Linked DNA regions of Mus musculus: region 2 is linked to region 1. Evidence: chromatin contacts called from public ChIA-PET data. All regions are on one chromosome and are shown on one strand. The core of a region is the stretch at or near the end of the contact, and the rest is flanking DNA. Distances in the headings are between cores, read along the strand shown. Region 1 holds the start of Gigyf2 (GRB10 interacting GYF protein 2). Region 2 holds the start of Inpp5d (inositol polyphosphate-5-phosphatase D).

Region 1 (7,849 bases), core at 3,580-6,079:
CTGTATGTCAGAAGGGAAGAGCCAGTTTCACAAAGTTGTCCTCTAACCTCCACAGACAAAACACACAAGCTCTTTTTAAACAAAGGAGGAGGAGGAAGAGGAAGAAGAGGAGGAGGAAGAGGAGGAGGAGGAAGAGGAGGAGGAGGAGGTGATAATAATAAACTTGTAAGATAAAAAATCTATTTTAGAGATACAATTCTCTAGGGCATCAAAATCCAATGGCAACTCTACATCTACCAGAAAACACTAACAAGGAAGCCACCACGAAGGCTCAGGGAGTAAAAGCATTTGCTGCCAAGCCTGATAACCTGAGTTCAGTCCTTGGAAATCACATAATGAAAGGAGAAAACCAACTTCCACCAAGTTTCCACTAACCTCCACAGGCACACAATGGCATAGATACATTCATATACCCACATACATACACATATACACACAGGTACACACCCTAAATAATGTAATTTTAAAATAATACTAATAAGGGTTAAGGGGAAATTGGGATTTTTACAAGAATTAACAAACAATCTTACGAAAAACTCAGCCAGTTTTGGTAGCACACAGTGGTAGGATTTGCTAAAGAAGGTGAAGGCAAGAGGATCATGAATTCCAGGCCAGCCTTGGCTACATATTTTTCAAGGCTGGCGGGTGATGGCATTCTTTTAATCCCAGCTCTTGGAAGACAGAGGCAGGTGGATCTCTGAGTTCAAGGTTAGTCTGGTCTACAGAATGATTTCAGGACTACACAGAGAAACCCTGTCTCAAATAAAAAATGCCAAAAGAGAGAGACATATCAAACTGTTGAAGAAAATGGGACATTTAACTTGCCTAAAATACGTAGATTAATTAACACCAACATAAATTGTAGACTCAACCTATGAGACTGGCCCAACTATAGAATAAAACAGAAAGTATAGAAAATTTAATAAACTAAAGGAGAACTGAAAAAAAATCTTTTTTTTTAAATGACACAAATCATAGATCTTTGAGGGGGGCTAGGGATAAAACATTTTACTTTTCTACCTACAGACGTCTTCCTAGACAGCAATTACCACCAATACATCTTCCACTGTGAAGGTCAACATAAAGATACATGTACAGAGTATTAAAATGCAGAGTCATGAGAACAAATAAATGGTATGACATCAGAGTATAATTTAAAAATGTCATTTCAAAAATGGAGCAAGGGAACAGGCTGTAGATATAATGAGTTAGAACACTACCTCAGCACCACCATAACTATGTCCTCTAGCTGCAAAGCTCCAATCACACTCTGCCTTGGAATTCCTATCTTCACATGACTTTGAAGCAAGTCTACTATTATTTTTCATACAGTCAATCTATCAGCAAAATAAAGCTCCGAAAGTCAAAATACTAAAATTTATCAGGTAAGTTAAAATAAAAAGTTATTAAATTGTCCATTTATGAATATGAAAATACGCTGGAAGGCCCTCAGAAAAAAGTCCCCAGCCTACTAAGCAACAAATTAATTTGAAATCTAGCTTATAAGGTAAAAAAAGAAAAATAGAAAACATTCTACACAAGCAAAATGATAAAAGGGATCTCCACAGAAATTAGGAGAGCCCATTAGAACTAGGCTGGACTGTATAGAAGTAAAAGAAACTCTTCACTAACCAACTGTGGATAACCTGGGTTAATATACTGATTCATTTGATTATACTCCTTAATCACCAGTGCCTGAGAACAGTTCCTCACTTCCAAATATTCTGAAATTTCTATTCTTTTTTTTGTTTAGGCAGTACTGGGGATTCAACCTGGTCATCAGGCATGCTAGGCAAGTGATCTAAGCCTAAGCTATATTCCTAGCTCTTCTGAATCTTAGTTACCACGTTACCAGGTAGTCCCTGAGTTTGCAAAATGTCCTAGTCAATCATGAAGCTGGGATATCCTTCTTTAAAAGCCATTTCTTGCCAGGCAGTGTTGGTAAACATCTTTAATCACAGTGCTCAGGAGGAAGAGGCTAGCCTGGTCTAGAACAAGTTCCAGGACAGCCAAGGCTACATCAAGAAGCCCTGTCTGGAAAAATCAAAAACAAAAAAACAAAACCAACAAAACAAAAAGCCATTCCTTTTAAAAAGCATTTCCAGGCAGTCTAACACCAATCACATCTAAAAACTTACTTTTAAGAAATCCATTATAATTCCTGAAATAGATGAACATCCCGAGTTTTCCAAATGAACGGGAAAGGAGGGATCTTGGCTCAAGTCTATAAAACCTGATTTTCTTAAGACTTTTCCATAGATCTCAGAAACTGGGGAGACTGAGGTAAGAGAAGGGCAATTTCAGGTCAGCCTGGATTGCTCGCACACACACTCCAGCTGGGCATGGTAGTGCACGCCTTTGATCCCAGCACTTGGGAGGCAGAGGCAGGCAGATTTCTGAGTTCAAGGCCAGCCTGGTCTACAGAGTGAGTTCCAGGACAGCCAGGACTACACAGAGAAACCCTGTCTTGGAAACACCCCACCCCATCCCACCCAAAAAAAAAAAAAGACTCCAGAGCAGTGAATGGTCCACCTCATCTTCCTGCCAAAGAGGTGGGTAAATACATCTGATCAGTTTCTTTCAGTCTCCCCAGACTAGTTAGCCTCAGTCCTCTTCCTAGCAAGCCTTAGATAGGTCCCACCTAAGTTTTATCTTCTCATCTCAGGATCTTTGCCCTCTTTTCCTCTTGGTGAAGGACCCTGCCCTCTACCTATCAGGTGTTTCCTCAAATTTTAGCTTACCTGTAAAGTCTCCTCACAGGACTAAATTTAAAAATTAACCCTTCCCACAATTGTTATCCAGTCCCCCTATCTCTCTTCTTTTTCTTTTTCCCGTTACTCCTACATAAACAGATGGTCCCTACACAGAAATGTTCAACTTAACAAGAGTTTGCACTCTACTATGAGGTAAAAACAATATGGACTCAGTAGAAATCATTCTTCATATTTCTAATTATGATTTCTTCCTGAGTTAACAATATGTATGTAGTACAATACTCCCTGGCATTGCTGGCTAGGACCAGAGAGTCACAAAATCACATAAAATCTAACCATACAAGCGGGAGATGATCAAGATTCTATAGGAGGCTTTGCTGTTATTAATGGGCAGCAGACTGATAGCTTTAAATGCAATTTCAGCTTACATACTTCAACTTTCAATCAATTTAAGGGACACAGCCCAATCATCACATCAAGAAGTATTTGTATATTTTTACTTAAGTATTTAGATGTCCAGAAGTGAGCGCAACACAAACAGAAATGTTTGTCCCTCAGCATTCACACTACATACTGTAGTACTTGTAGTCAAACAGAAAAGAAAGGAAAAGACAAGAATGGCAGCATACAGTACATAATCTCTTCTTCCCCAGCCACAAAACTCTAAATCCTTTGTCAAGTACCAAAAAAGGTATGGTCTTTTTCTTTCTAGCAAATCACCAACATCTTCAACGTTGGTATTTTTCCAGACATATGTCACTTCTAAATGTTTTCCTAGTGTCTTCTTATGTGACAGTGAAGTACATATCCCAGTCTAGGCAATCTAAAAGCTGCTACATTAGGGAAATATCATTAAATGAAGACAAAGTATATGTTCTAACCAAAAGGAAAAATTCTGCCAGTCAGAGCCACAAAAAAGGATGAAAACTCATGTACAAAAAGTAGGATAATAGTTTTTGTAATTTAGGAAGTCATTTGTTACTAAAGAGGAGTAACTACATAAGGAAGACTACAATCCCTGTATACAACACTCTGAAACATAATTACCTATAATTCAAGGTAGATGGGACTAGGTGGGAAGCCATCACTGATTGAGTCCCTTCATTTCTTAAGTTATGTTGGAATACTTACCTTCCTAATAGAACCACTAGGTGTGTTTAAGTGCTTTGACTTTCGAGAAAACTGGAGGTGAGGGGAGACCGTACTAGATAAATGCAAAGCAACGTTACTGCTTCCCAAACGCGGTCACACAATCAGCTCCTTTCACACCCTTCCTTACTTGCTGGCTTGATTTATATTTCAGCTACAAAACCAAAGTGTTCAAGAGTGCTTCGTGGGAAACTGCTTGCCCATTTCAAGCCGGTATGAACATTCGGGTCCCCGGGGCTGCCCGGGGCTCTACTTTCCCAAGCCTCTCAGTCCCAGGATCAGATCATGACTCCACCTTGCCTGGGGCCTGCTCAAGACCAGTCCTCCAGCCCTAGAAGCAGTCTTCCCCAGTCCAGATGCTCGGTGGAGAAGGCAAGGGCGCACCTCCCTGGGGCAGGTGCGGGCAGGAGCGCCGGCAGGAGCAGCTGTCGGCTCGCAGCAGCTGTTAGCCGGGGTACCCCGAGGCTGTGCGGGCGACCAGCCCCGAGGAGCGGGCAGCGGAAGGCGAACCCTCCGGCCTGACACTGCCCACCCCGCCTCCCGCCTCCTCTCCTCGGCTTCCCCCGCGATGCCACGGGGGCGAAAGCAGGGGGCTGCCCTCGGCCGGGACGCTCCCTGGACTGCCGGGACCCTCGCACGGGAGGAGGCTCCTGCTGACCTCGCACCTGCCCTGTCCCCAGGTCTGACGCCCCCAGCCGGCAGCGGCCGTGGCCGCTGCCGGGCAGCCTGAGTGTGTCCATGCGGCCGGCTCGGGCCGGAGCGGCGGGGACGCGACGGTGGGCGCCGGGCCACGGCAGCTCGGGGCGCTATGGCGGGGACTGGGCGCGGGATGGCCGCGGGCAGGGGAGACACACACCGAGCCACTGGTTACCTGCGGTCCGGGACAGGAGTCTCTCAGAACCCAAGTCAATCCTCAGCCTCAACAACACAAGATGGCCGACACGTCGCCACGCACGTCACGTGACCCCGCGCGCCGCGCCGCCCCCCGCCCCGCCTACATCCCCGCCTCACTCCCTCCCTGCTCTCCAGCTTCCCACGACATCGTTCCCTTCCTCGACGGCCTGCCCCTCCCCTCGGACACGCCCCTCCCTGAGACCCGGATGCAGGGCCGGGCGAGGACGGAGCCTGAGTAGCGCAGGCGCACAGTGGGGCCTTTGGCTGCATCTCCTATGGCCCTAGAGTTGAACTGGTGTCCCTAATTGGAGCCTGGCCAGAGGCCCTATGACTCACCGTCCGATGCACCCAATCCAGTGCCCGGTTGCAGTACAAAAATCTCCACATCATTTATGAGCTGGTTTTCCAAGCTAGAACTTTTCCACAGCATTTGGTCTAGCATTTTCCTGCCAGTTGGTCCATCATGGGGCAAATGGTAAAGCTGAAATTCAAAGCAGTTTCCTTTCTTATAGAACTGGAAATTCATCCTGGAGTACTGGAATGTGACAGCTGGGAAGGTTTTAAAAGTTCCTACACCTAGCCAGGCAGTGGTGGCTCACACCTTTAATCCCAGCACTTGGGAGGCAGAGGCAGATCGATTTCTGAGTTCAAGGTCAGCCTGATCTACAGAGTTCCAGGACAGCCAGGGCTATACAGAGAAACCGTGTCTCGAAAAACTAAAAAAAAGTTACTACACCCTTCCACTACATGTGGACCTACAACCCCCTTATATATACTGCCTTCCCATTTTAGGGTTGCGAGATAACGAATAGTAAACCCGGCAATACAGAATACAGGAAATTAATCTGCTGTCTTTCTGAAACTCATGTTTAGCTGGACATACTATATACTTTGATTTGCTAAACCTGGTACATCTACCATTTCAAGTCACCCGGGTCTTTCTGGGACCATTAGTCTTTTCCTGCCTTTCTACTACCTTTGGTGTTTGGGATCCACTCAGTTTCACACAATCACTGCAAAATATCCTCCAGCATTTATCATAGGTCTTCCCATCAACATAAACTTAAGTTTCAGAACACAGTGGCAGACTCCCAACCTAGTCGTTTGGGAGCCCTGGATTCAACACTTGGAAAAAAAATACACACACACACACACACATACATACATACATATATATATATATATATATATATATATACCAACTTCCTCCTCTGCCTCCCTTCCTGAGTCTTGATTCCCTTTCAAAGAGAGACTGTATAAAAGAGCATTAAATTCAGAGAATGATCATTAATCTTGACTGTGATCATTAATCTTGACTGTCAACATGATGGGATTTGGATTCATCATGGAAACAAATATCTGAGCAAATTTATGAGAGATTATCTAGATTATGTTATTTGATGTGGGGAAACCCGAGAGTAGGTAAAGTGGAAAATACCATTCCATTCCATAAGCTAGAATTCTATAGTGTATAAGACCTAAGTGAAAAAGCTACACAGAAACATTCAAAGGTTCCATCAGTCTCAACTTCCTGACCTTGGAAGCAATGTGACTACTCCCAAGGTGGACCATACTCTTGAATTGTGAACCAAAATAAGGCCTTTGCCTCTTAAGCAAATTCTTTTGGGGTATTTTATTACAGCAACAGGAAAGGTAGCTAATACATGGGGAGAGAACAAAGGAAAAGGAAAATATGGATGACACCAGATAAGTTCAGCAGCATGAAAGTCTGAAGGGCCCATTGAAGAGCTGTATTACTGCCAGCTTCCGGTGTTGCTGACCCTGATGAGCAAGGATATGCTCTCAAGAAAAGGTGTCTTTAATTTGGTTTGGTTTGGTTGGTTGGTTGATTTTTCAAAACAGGGTTTCTCCACAAAGCTCTGGCTGTCCTGAACTCATTCTGTAGACTAGGCTGCCCTTGAACTCACATTGCTCTGTCTGCCTCTATCTCCTATGTACTGGGGCTGAGACATGTACCGCCATTACCTGGCTCACAATGAAAATTTAAGCAGGAACTCAAAGCAGAAAACATGGAAAGGGTTGCTTACAAACTTGTTCCTAGGCCCACTTCTTACAAGTATTCTTAGACAACCCAGGACTGCCTGCCCAGGGATTTTGCTGCCTGCAGTGGGCCAGGCCCTTCTACATTAGTTAACAACCTGGGCAATCCCCTATCAACAAGCCCACAGGCCAATCTAATTTAGGCAGTTCCTCAATGGGAAACCCATTCCTCTCAGATGACTCTGGGCTGTGTCAAATTGACAATTAGGGTTAATTAGAATACTGCCTTGAGTTTAAACCACAAGAAGAGGCCCATGTGTGTGGCTTTTTCATCAACAGTCCCAACTGAAGCCTCAGCCAACAGCTAGCATCAACAGCCAGAAGAGTGAGTGGAAAAAACCACTAGAGGAATCTGGCCCTGCCAGTCCGGTCATCCCAGGGCACCAAAGCCCAAGACATCATGAAGGAGAGACAAGTACCTTCATGGCACTTTGTCTGAATTCCTGATCTATTGACTCCTTCAGCATAATAAAATGGACATTTGAAGCCATTATGTCTTGCAGTAATTTGTTTACAGCAACAGAGTCTGGAACATCATGATTATGGATTAAATTGTGTCTCCCAAAAAGGTAAGCTAAGACATCCTAACCCCCAAGTACCTCAGAAAGTGACCTTATCTGAAGACCGGTCTTCATAGGCTACTCAAGATAAAATAAGATGAGTTAGGGTAGGCACTAATTTAACATGCCTGGTGCCCTGAAGAAAATAGGGAAATAAAGCCAGGCCTATAATCTCTGTGCTCAGGAAGATGAAGCAGGAGGATCACTATGAGTTCAAGGTCACTCTGAACTATATAGTAAGACTGTCTTTCAAAACTCGTGGTGGTAGGGGAGCATTGGACAAAAATACACACAAGGAGATTATCATTTGAAGATGAGGGCAGAAGTAAGGGTGATGTTTCTACAAGCTAGTAACACCAAAAATTGCTGGCAACCAGTGAGAGAGGCATGGGACAGAGTTTCTTTCACCGCCACCGAAGTCAACCTACAAACAATTTGACATCCAACTTCCAAAACAGACTTGTCTTAGTT
Region 2 (7,849 bases), core at 3,190-5,689, 290 kb before region 1:
CTAATGGCCTTGCGTTGTAGGTGAATTTAACCTATGCGCCTAAGCCAGTGCCTACCCTGTACCTGGGAAGACAGCTCCAGGGTACTGGGTATGGGCAGAAACATAGTCACTCTGCCACTTACATAAATGATACAATAGGCCTTAAATAGGCCCTCCTGGGTTCAGCCCTTCCTCCTGGTCTTGGACACAATGAGTCTTCAAGAGCATCCTTCTCAAACAAAGGCCTTTTCTCATGTTTCTCAGGAGCCCATAGGCCTTCAGCTCTGGGTTCTGCCTATGCAGGTATTTCCCTCATTTGCCTTTGATGCCAGATATGGAAAACAGTGCCACACTGTGTTTGCACAAAAGCCATTATCATGCTGTGGAAACCTTATAGACATTTTCAATGGAGGATGGGGAGGGGAGATGACCTCATGCCCTGACTCCCTCTGCTAGGCATTTTCACCCTCACCAACTCCTTCTCTGCAGTTCTCTTCCTACCAAAGAACAAGTGTGAGACAGTATAAGTGTGTGATCTTCACCCTGCTCTCCAGTAGTCCTAAAAGCAGGGCCTGTTTTTATCTCCCCTGGCAGGCTTATCACACCCAGTGTCTGGTCACACCGTTTCTTTCAAAAGACTAGAATGCCTTCTCTGAGGGCAGTTTTGGTTGTAAATGTCCCATGCCTTTTCTCCTTTCTTTCTGCACTGCCAGAGCTACCAAGGCTATTGGCATTCTATCCCTGGGACAGAGCTTACCCCACCACCAGGCCTGGGTGCACTATGGAAGACCACTTGCTTAGGGAATCCTTCATCGGGGCTGGACCAGAGGCAACCATATTCTCCCTGCAAGGGAGGAAGCACTCCAGAGTAGTTTAGGGGAAATGCCATTCACATAGACAACAGTCATCTTGACCAAGTTGAATCTGGCCTTGTCATCTCTTTTAGAAAGAGCAAGTTGTTTCCAAGTGCTGGGTCATCATTCAAATTCTTGCTATGTAGCTTCAGCAATAAGAAGCTACTGGGATGACCCACAAACCCGGCATCTGCTGAGCTACCCTCAGAAGCATTGTCTTCTCTGCAACACATGGTGTAGCTGCGCTGTCCCTGCTCATGAGACTCTTAATAGGTCTCCATCCACCTGGCTAATACCCCACAACAGGGTGCACAGGCTCCTGGGAAGGGAGCTGACATCACGGAGGAACTGAGTACAAATGAGTGAAGGTGACACAGGCTCTACTCAAGTGAAGGTGATACAGGCCCCACTCAAAAGGCACACATTCCCTTTCAAGGAAGGTAGAACAGAACTCCAGTCATACTAGCAAGGTCTCCCCAGGCCAGTGCTCCGGGGCCCCAGTGTAACTCCAGACTCCCCTAAACCAAGGCTCTCTGAATGATGACTGAGAAGAAAGAAAAGCCTTCTTGCTTGGTGATAAGTGACAGGATTGATCTCTCTGAAGGAAACAAAGGTCAATGTGTGGGGTGAATGTGCACTCGTGTCACGTGGGTGGAACTGAATTGCAACCTTGTCTTTAAGCATTTACCTCCCTCTCCCATGTCATGTCTAGTCAAATCTCAGAGCAGGAAGGTTCTCCTCACAATGCTGCATTCTTCCCAGAGGGCCAAACAAACCCAACACATGCACTGGGCCCCTGTTGGTGTCCCTTCGGTCACAAGAAGGAACATGGATGGAGTCCCAGCGGCACCTGACCCACAGCTGCCTGCCCCAGAGCCCACACAGACTGGCTGATGTCCAGCAAGACACCACACGTGCCAAATCTATCACTCCTGAAACCAAAGAGAACTCAGCTGCCCTGTATCCCACATGTACCCCATGCCCCATCTCTCCTTCACAGCCCCATCTCTGACCTCGACCTTGTTGCTGTCCTACAAGCTGCTGACTTATCTTCTTGGGCAGGAGCCTGGACTCTGGCCAGGGCAGATGGCGAGGGGGCAGCGATGAGGTGGGGGAGGTTCCATCATCCACAGAGAACAGGAGAAAGTAAGGATCTAAAGTTTGTTTTTTTCAGGAAGTTAAGTCTCTTTGCATGAAAAGGCAGGCTTCTAACAATTTTTCAAATTAAAAAGTATGCCTGTCCTACATTTTTTGTTTTTTTGTTTTTTTTCGAGACAGGGTTTCTCTGTGTAGCCCTGGCTGTCCTGGAGCTCACTTTGTAGATCAGGCTGGCCTCGAACTCAGAAATCTGCCTGCCTCTGCCTCCCGAGTGCTGGGATTAAAGGTGTGCACCACCACTGTCCTGCCTTTCCTACATTTTTAGGGTGTGTGTGTGTGTGGGGGGGGTCATTATAGAACACTGAGGTTGTGGTAGTCATTCCTTTAGTTTGAAAATCTCCGTGTCATCTTTGCTTTGCTTGGACTTAAGACAGCTGAGGCAGGGGAGTCAGATGAAGAAAAAAGGCAAGGTCTGTGTTGCCCGAAGGTCCTCCAAGATCCCTTGGTCTTGGCTCAGGCTCCTTCTGCTCTGACTCCAGCCTTCCAGATGCTGCCAGTTTAGCACAAGAGAACCCATACCGTGGTGTGCATTTGTAACCAATGCATACAACAGTCTCTCAGCCCATAGCCAACTCCCAACAGAATTGCCCTTGGCCCAAATCCCACTGGGACAGAAAAAAATATAACTGGGTTAGTAGAGTCAGGCTGAGCTTGTGACACACTGAAAAGTACCTTCCTGCCCTCTTTCCTTTCAGGGCCTCTCACTGGTAGATTCCCCAAGAGACAGTGCTTTGGGGAGGTCCAGGCCACCTGCAGTGCTTCTCCTGAAATATGCTGGTGGGTGTGCAGGAAGCTGGCTGCTAACTCCACCAGCACAAGATGCTCAGCCAGCCGTGAGCCTGTACGGGCTTCTAGTGCCCCTGCCCCCAACTCTGTGAACACTCTAGCTCCTCTTACTTCCATTCAAGTCCACTGGCATGCCTAGCCTGATGGTGGTAGGAGGTAGGCAGCACAAGCTAGTGGTCTCTGGGAGCAAATGACCGACCTTATCCTCGATGTTTGTAACCTGTCCAGCCCTCATGGTCCTTAATCGCAGGTCTAGGTGTTCATAGAACCCACACTCCTGGCTCTCTTGAAGATGAAACTAGCCAACAAATGCCTAGCACAGCAGGTCCCAACATGAGTCAGAGCTCAGAACAGTCTGTGGTCAGTCACCCACTTCCCTCCTGCATGAAGATTGGGGGGGGGGCAGCTAGCTGCTCTGAAAGATCTTTCTCTCAGTCCAGGGACAATCTATCAGATGGTACCTGTGCTGTTCAAGTAGGCACACCCTTCCTGACAGTGTTCCTGCCCTGCTCCAGCCTGAAGCCTGGACAGGGTCTGACCACAGGACTATAGGGGTGGCGGCCTTCCTCAGAAGACGCTAGACGGACGGAGTGTTAAAAAGGAACCTTCAGCAAGTGGCTGTTTCCTCTGTTGTTAGGATAACCAGCATATTCAGCAACATCTTCACACTGGGCTGTGGGGGGGTACCAACGGGGGCAGAGACCTGGATAGGGAGGGACATAGCTGAGTGCAAGGAGGGACAGAGACCTACTCAGAGAGCAGCTCTGTGGCTTCCTGTGTCCTTGCAGCCTAGAGTAAAATGTGTACACGAGGAATCCTATCCTGATTAAATGCACCCCGGACTCAGCTCCCCAAATAGAATTAGCTCTAAGACCACATACTAGCAGGGTGGAGGAGGGGACCCTTTTGCCAAGGTTGCCCTTCACTGAGTCCCTGACTGACGCTTGAGCTGACCAAAATGCATTCCAATACACCCTCCACCAGAGAGGCCTGAGTTTCTTCCTGACTCTGTCCCTGCTCCTGCCACAGGAACTCACGGAGACCCCTGGCACCACAGGTCATGGAGGGCTGCAGTATAGGGGAGGCCCAGAGTCACTCAGAGAGCCCTAGCACCACACAAGCCTGTCATGACACAGGCTCCCTGAACTCGAACGCCAAGGTCCAAAGTGGGCCTCAGATGCTGCCCCCCCTTCTCCCCTCCCCACAGGGCAACGAAGTGCCAGTCACGTCCCACCATCCTATGACATAAACCTAACTCAAACTCCCATTACAGGGGTTCCCCCTTTGGATCCACACCTCAGTGGTCCCTGGATCTGACAGTTGGGAGGAGACGGGTACTCACAGCACGCAGAGTGCGTAGGCCCGGGGGATGGACTCGCTGGCACGCACAAGGAAGCTCCCGTCCTTGCCGGCTCTGGAAAGTAGCTCCTCTGCCTTGGAGCGGGTGATGTTGCCATGGTTCCACCCAGGGACCATGGCAGGCATGGGTCTCCTGGACTGGGTCAGCAGCCACTCCCAGGACGGACACTCCAGCAAAGTAGTTCAGGGCCCTCTCTAGGCTGAGACCTGCCGCCTGTTGCCTCTCAGAAATTGCCTCTGCTGCTCCTACCAGCTTAACTGACTGACTTCCTGTTTCAGGCACTCAGCGAGGGAGAGGAAACTGAGCTGCACAGAACTTCCTCATTATAGAAACCAAGTGGGGGGGGGGCATCATCTACCTTCCCACCCAGCCAGCACTGGCTGCCTGCTCCACCCTCTCACTCACTGGCTCTCTATTTCCCCTGAATGGGACCTAACCTCCAGAAGCGTCCATTATCAGCCGAAGTTCCACACGAGGGACGCAAGGGCTCTTTTAGCGTCAGGTTTCATGGCTGACTTCTCAAGCCTGGCCCAACATTTGTGAATAGGCCAAAGGCATGGCTCTCAGAAACCTTTGCTGATGTCCACAAGGGTGGTCACAGTTTTCCCCAGCGCCACCCAGCATACTTGTGATGGTGAGCTTTAACTGTCAACTTGACACAACATAGGATTGCCCAGGAAGAGAATCTCCATGAGGGAACGTCTGCATTGGGCTAGCCTGTGGATACATCTGTAGGGGTTGTTTTAATGAAGCTAGTTGATGTCAGAAGACCCAGCCCACTGTGAGCAACACTATTCCCTAGCTAAAACAGTCTGGTTTGGCCCCTCTGGACCTCTGCTGGGCACCTGGGGCTCACGGAAGGGCTTACATGTCCCTATGGTGCAAGCTGGCCACTTTGGTGATATATGTTACCGCGTTCTGCACTGCAGAAGCCCAAATGGCCAGTCAGGCTATTCCCTCTGTGGCTAGACATGGCTATGTTTGCTCACCCCTTAAAGGTCACCGTTCAGTACTAGCTGAGTTCTGCAGGTACTAAGGTAGCCACTGTCCCTTTGATCCCAGAGCTGGGTGACCTTGTTCCTCAGGCCAGGCCCACCAAGGGAAGTGCTGGCTTACGGCAGAAGTGGTGATTGTTCACTCCTTCATCTGAACCTTGTCACGTTAGATGTGACAACAGACCTAAGCCAGGCACCCCCCTACACACACATGCACGCACATACTGGAGCTTGGTTGAGCTTATCGCTCTCAGCCTCAGTTTTCTTTAGACTGCAGGGTGTAATTCAGAAAGGAGCTCTGGTGTGTGGAGGACATGGGAGCTGTGTTGATGTCATCCATGGCAGGAGCTTGGGGCCTGCAGGGCACAGCTGGTGGGAAATCTGAGAGTGGGTAGAGTACTCCAGCCAGGTCCTGAGCCAGAGGGAGGGGACATGGTCTCGACAAGAGCTCACGTCTACATTCTGATTTTGCCACCTGGAGGCTGAAGATGTTAACTCTAACTCTACAAGGGACCCTTCATGGAGTCCTCTCAAGTTCACAGTACCCCATGCAGCCCTCCTTAGGAAATCTCTGTCTAACACATTGTCTTAGTCAGGGTTTCTATTCCTGCACAAACATCATGACCAAGAAGCAAGTTGGGGAGGAAAGGGTTTATTCGGCTTACACTTCCATACTGCTGTTCATCACCAAAGGAAGTCAGGACTGGAACTCAAGCAGGTCAGGAAGCAGGAGCTGATGCAGAGGCCATGGAGGGATGTTCTTCATTGGCTTGCCTCACCTGGCTTGCTCAGCCTGCTCTCTTATAGAGCTAAGACTACCAGCCCTGAGATGGTCCCACCCACAAGGGGCCTTTCCCCCTTGATCACTAATTGAGAAAATGCCTTACAGTTGGATCTCATGGAGGCATTTCCTCAACTGAAGCTCCTTTCTCTGTGATAACTCCAGCTGTGTCAAGTTGACACAAAGCTAGCCAGTACAATTGACCCCTTGTCAACTTGACACACAAACACATCACTAGTAAGCCTCAACCCTTACAATCTTATTCATCCCCATTCTAAATAACTTTAAAAGTCCCACAGTCTTTACATATGCTTAAAATTTCAATCTCTTTAAAATATCCATCTCTTTTAAAATCCAAAGTCTTTTTACAATTAAAAGTCTCTTAACTGTGGGCTCCACTAAAACAGTTTCTTCCTTCAAGAGGGAAAATATCAGGGCACAGTCACAATCAAAAGCAAAAGTCAATCTCTAACCGTCCAATGTCTGGGATCCAACTCACGATCTTCTGGGCTCCTCCAAGGGCTTGGATCACTTCTCCAGCCAGGCCCTTTGTAGCACATGTGTCATCCTGTAGGCTCCAGACGCCTGTACTCCACTGCTGCTGCTGCTCTTGGTGGTCATCTCATGGTACTGGCATCTCCAAAACACTGCATGACCCCTTCAGTCCTGGGCCATCAATTGCAACTGAGGCTGCACTTTCACCAATGGCCTTCCATGGCCTCTCACAGTGCCAAGCCTCAGCTGTTCTGCTCAACTCCTTCATGCCTTCAAAACCAGTACCACCTGGGTGACTCTTACACATTACCAAGTCCAGCCACAGCACAAGGTACAACTTTGGCTATATCTGGAACACAGCCACTGTGCTCTCAGAAAACACCTCCCAGAAGATGTCACCTCAATGATGCTGGTCTCTTCTTAATCACCGCTAATTTCTTAGCTCCAGCTAACCAGCATCAATAGTCCCAGTAATGCAAAGTTTTTGCTTTAGTAGTTCTGGTATCTTGTTAATCACAGCTGATTCTTCAGCCCCAGCTAACCAGAACTACAGAATCTTCACAATCAAAACAGCAATGGCCCTGAAAAGAGTCTTTAATTTTCCCTCTGAAATTTCACAAACCAAACCTCCATCTTCTGCACTGTTCTCAACATTATCTTCCAAGCTCCTACACAACATCTGACAGAGCTCTTAACAACGAATGGATCTTCAAGCCCAAAGTTCCAAAGTCCTTCCACAGTCCTCCCCAGAACATGGTCAGGTTGTCACAGGAATACCCCACTCCTGGTACCAATTTGTCTTAGTCAGGGTTTCTATTCCTGCACAAACATCATGACCAAGAAGCAAGTTGGGGAGGAAAGGGTTTATTCGGCTTACACTTCCATACTGCTGTTCATCACCAAAGGAAGTCAGGACTGGAACTCAAGCAGGTCAGGAAGCAGGAGCTGATGCAGAGGCCATGGAGGGATGTTCTTCATTGGCTTGCCTCACCTGGCTTGCTCAGCCTGCTCTCTTATAGAGCTAAGACTACCAGCCCTGAGATGGTCCCACCCACAAGGGGCCTTTCCCCCTTGATCACTAATTGAGAAAATGCCTTACAGTTGGATCTCATGGAGGCATTTCCTCAACTGAAGCTCCTTTCTCTGTGATAACTCCAGCTGTGTCAAGTTGACACAAAGCTAGCCAGTACACACATGTACTGCATGAATCCTTGAACCCTCTCCTTTCTTCCTTGAACACCTCTGCCAACTGCGTCATTGCCCTTATCCCAAAGTCCCCAGAGTCTACCACACGGATCCTGATCCATCCTCATCACAGTCTTAGTCTCTCTGTGCCTTGACCAACTAGGCTTTATCAATCCATCAGCATCCAGGACCATCCCACTGATGGGTAAGTCCCCTTGGCATCTCTTAGCATCACTTGTGGTTACTCTTGATTGTC

Evidence for each region. ChIA-PET counts read pairs in DNA pulled down with a chosen protein or histone mark.
Region 2: a contact with region 1 is called in an RNA polymerase II ChIA-PET map of memory CD8 T cells, with 39 read pairs. The contact joins the promoter of Inpp5d here to the promoter of Gigyf2 in region 1. A contact is called at or near these places in 7 of 39 promoter capture datasets (the 3T3-L1 cell line, embryonic stem cells, hippocampal neurons and 3 more), 1 of 484 Hi-C or Micro-C datasets (CD4 T cells), 9 of 115 datasets of contacts at active chromatin or transcription factors (acute myeloid leukemia, effector CD8 T cells, embryonic stem cells and 6 more) and 2 of 9 other capture datasets (adipose tissue and macrophages).

The regions. Positions count from the first base shown.
Region 1 is chr1:87,323,978-87,331,826 of GRCm38.p6, reverse strand. Gigyf2 (GRB10 interacting GYF protein 2) reads right to left here and starts at 4,829. Exons shown (of 29, transcript NM_146112.4): 1 at 4,735-4,829.
Region 2 is chr1:87,616,902-87,624,750 of GRCm38.p6, reverse strand. It overlaps Inpp5d (inositol polyphosphate-5-phosphatase D), which reads right to left and starts at 4,439. Exons shown (of 27, transcript NM_010566.3): 1 at 4,120-4,439. The coding sequence starts at 4,262.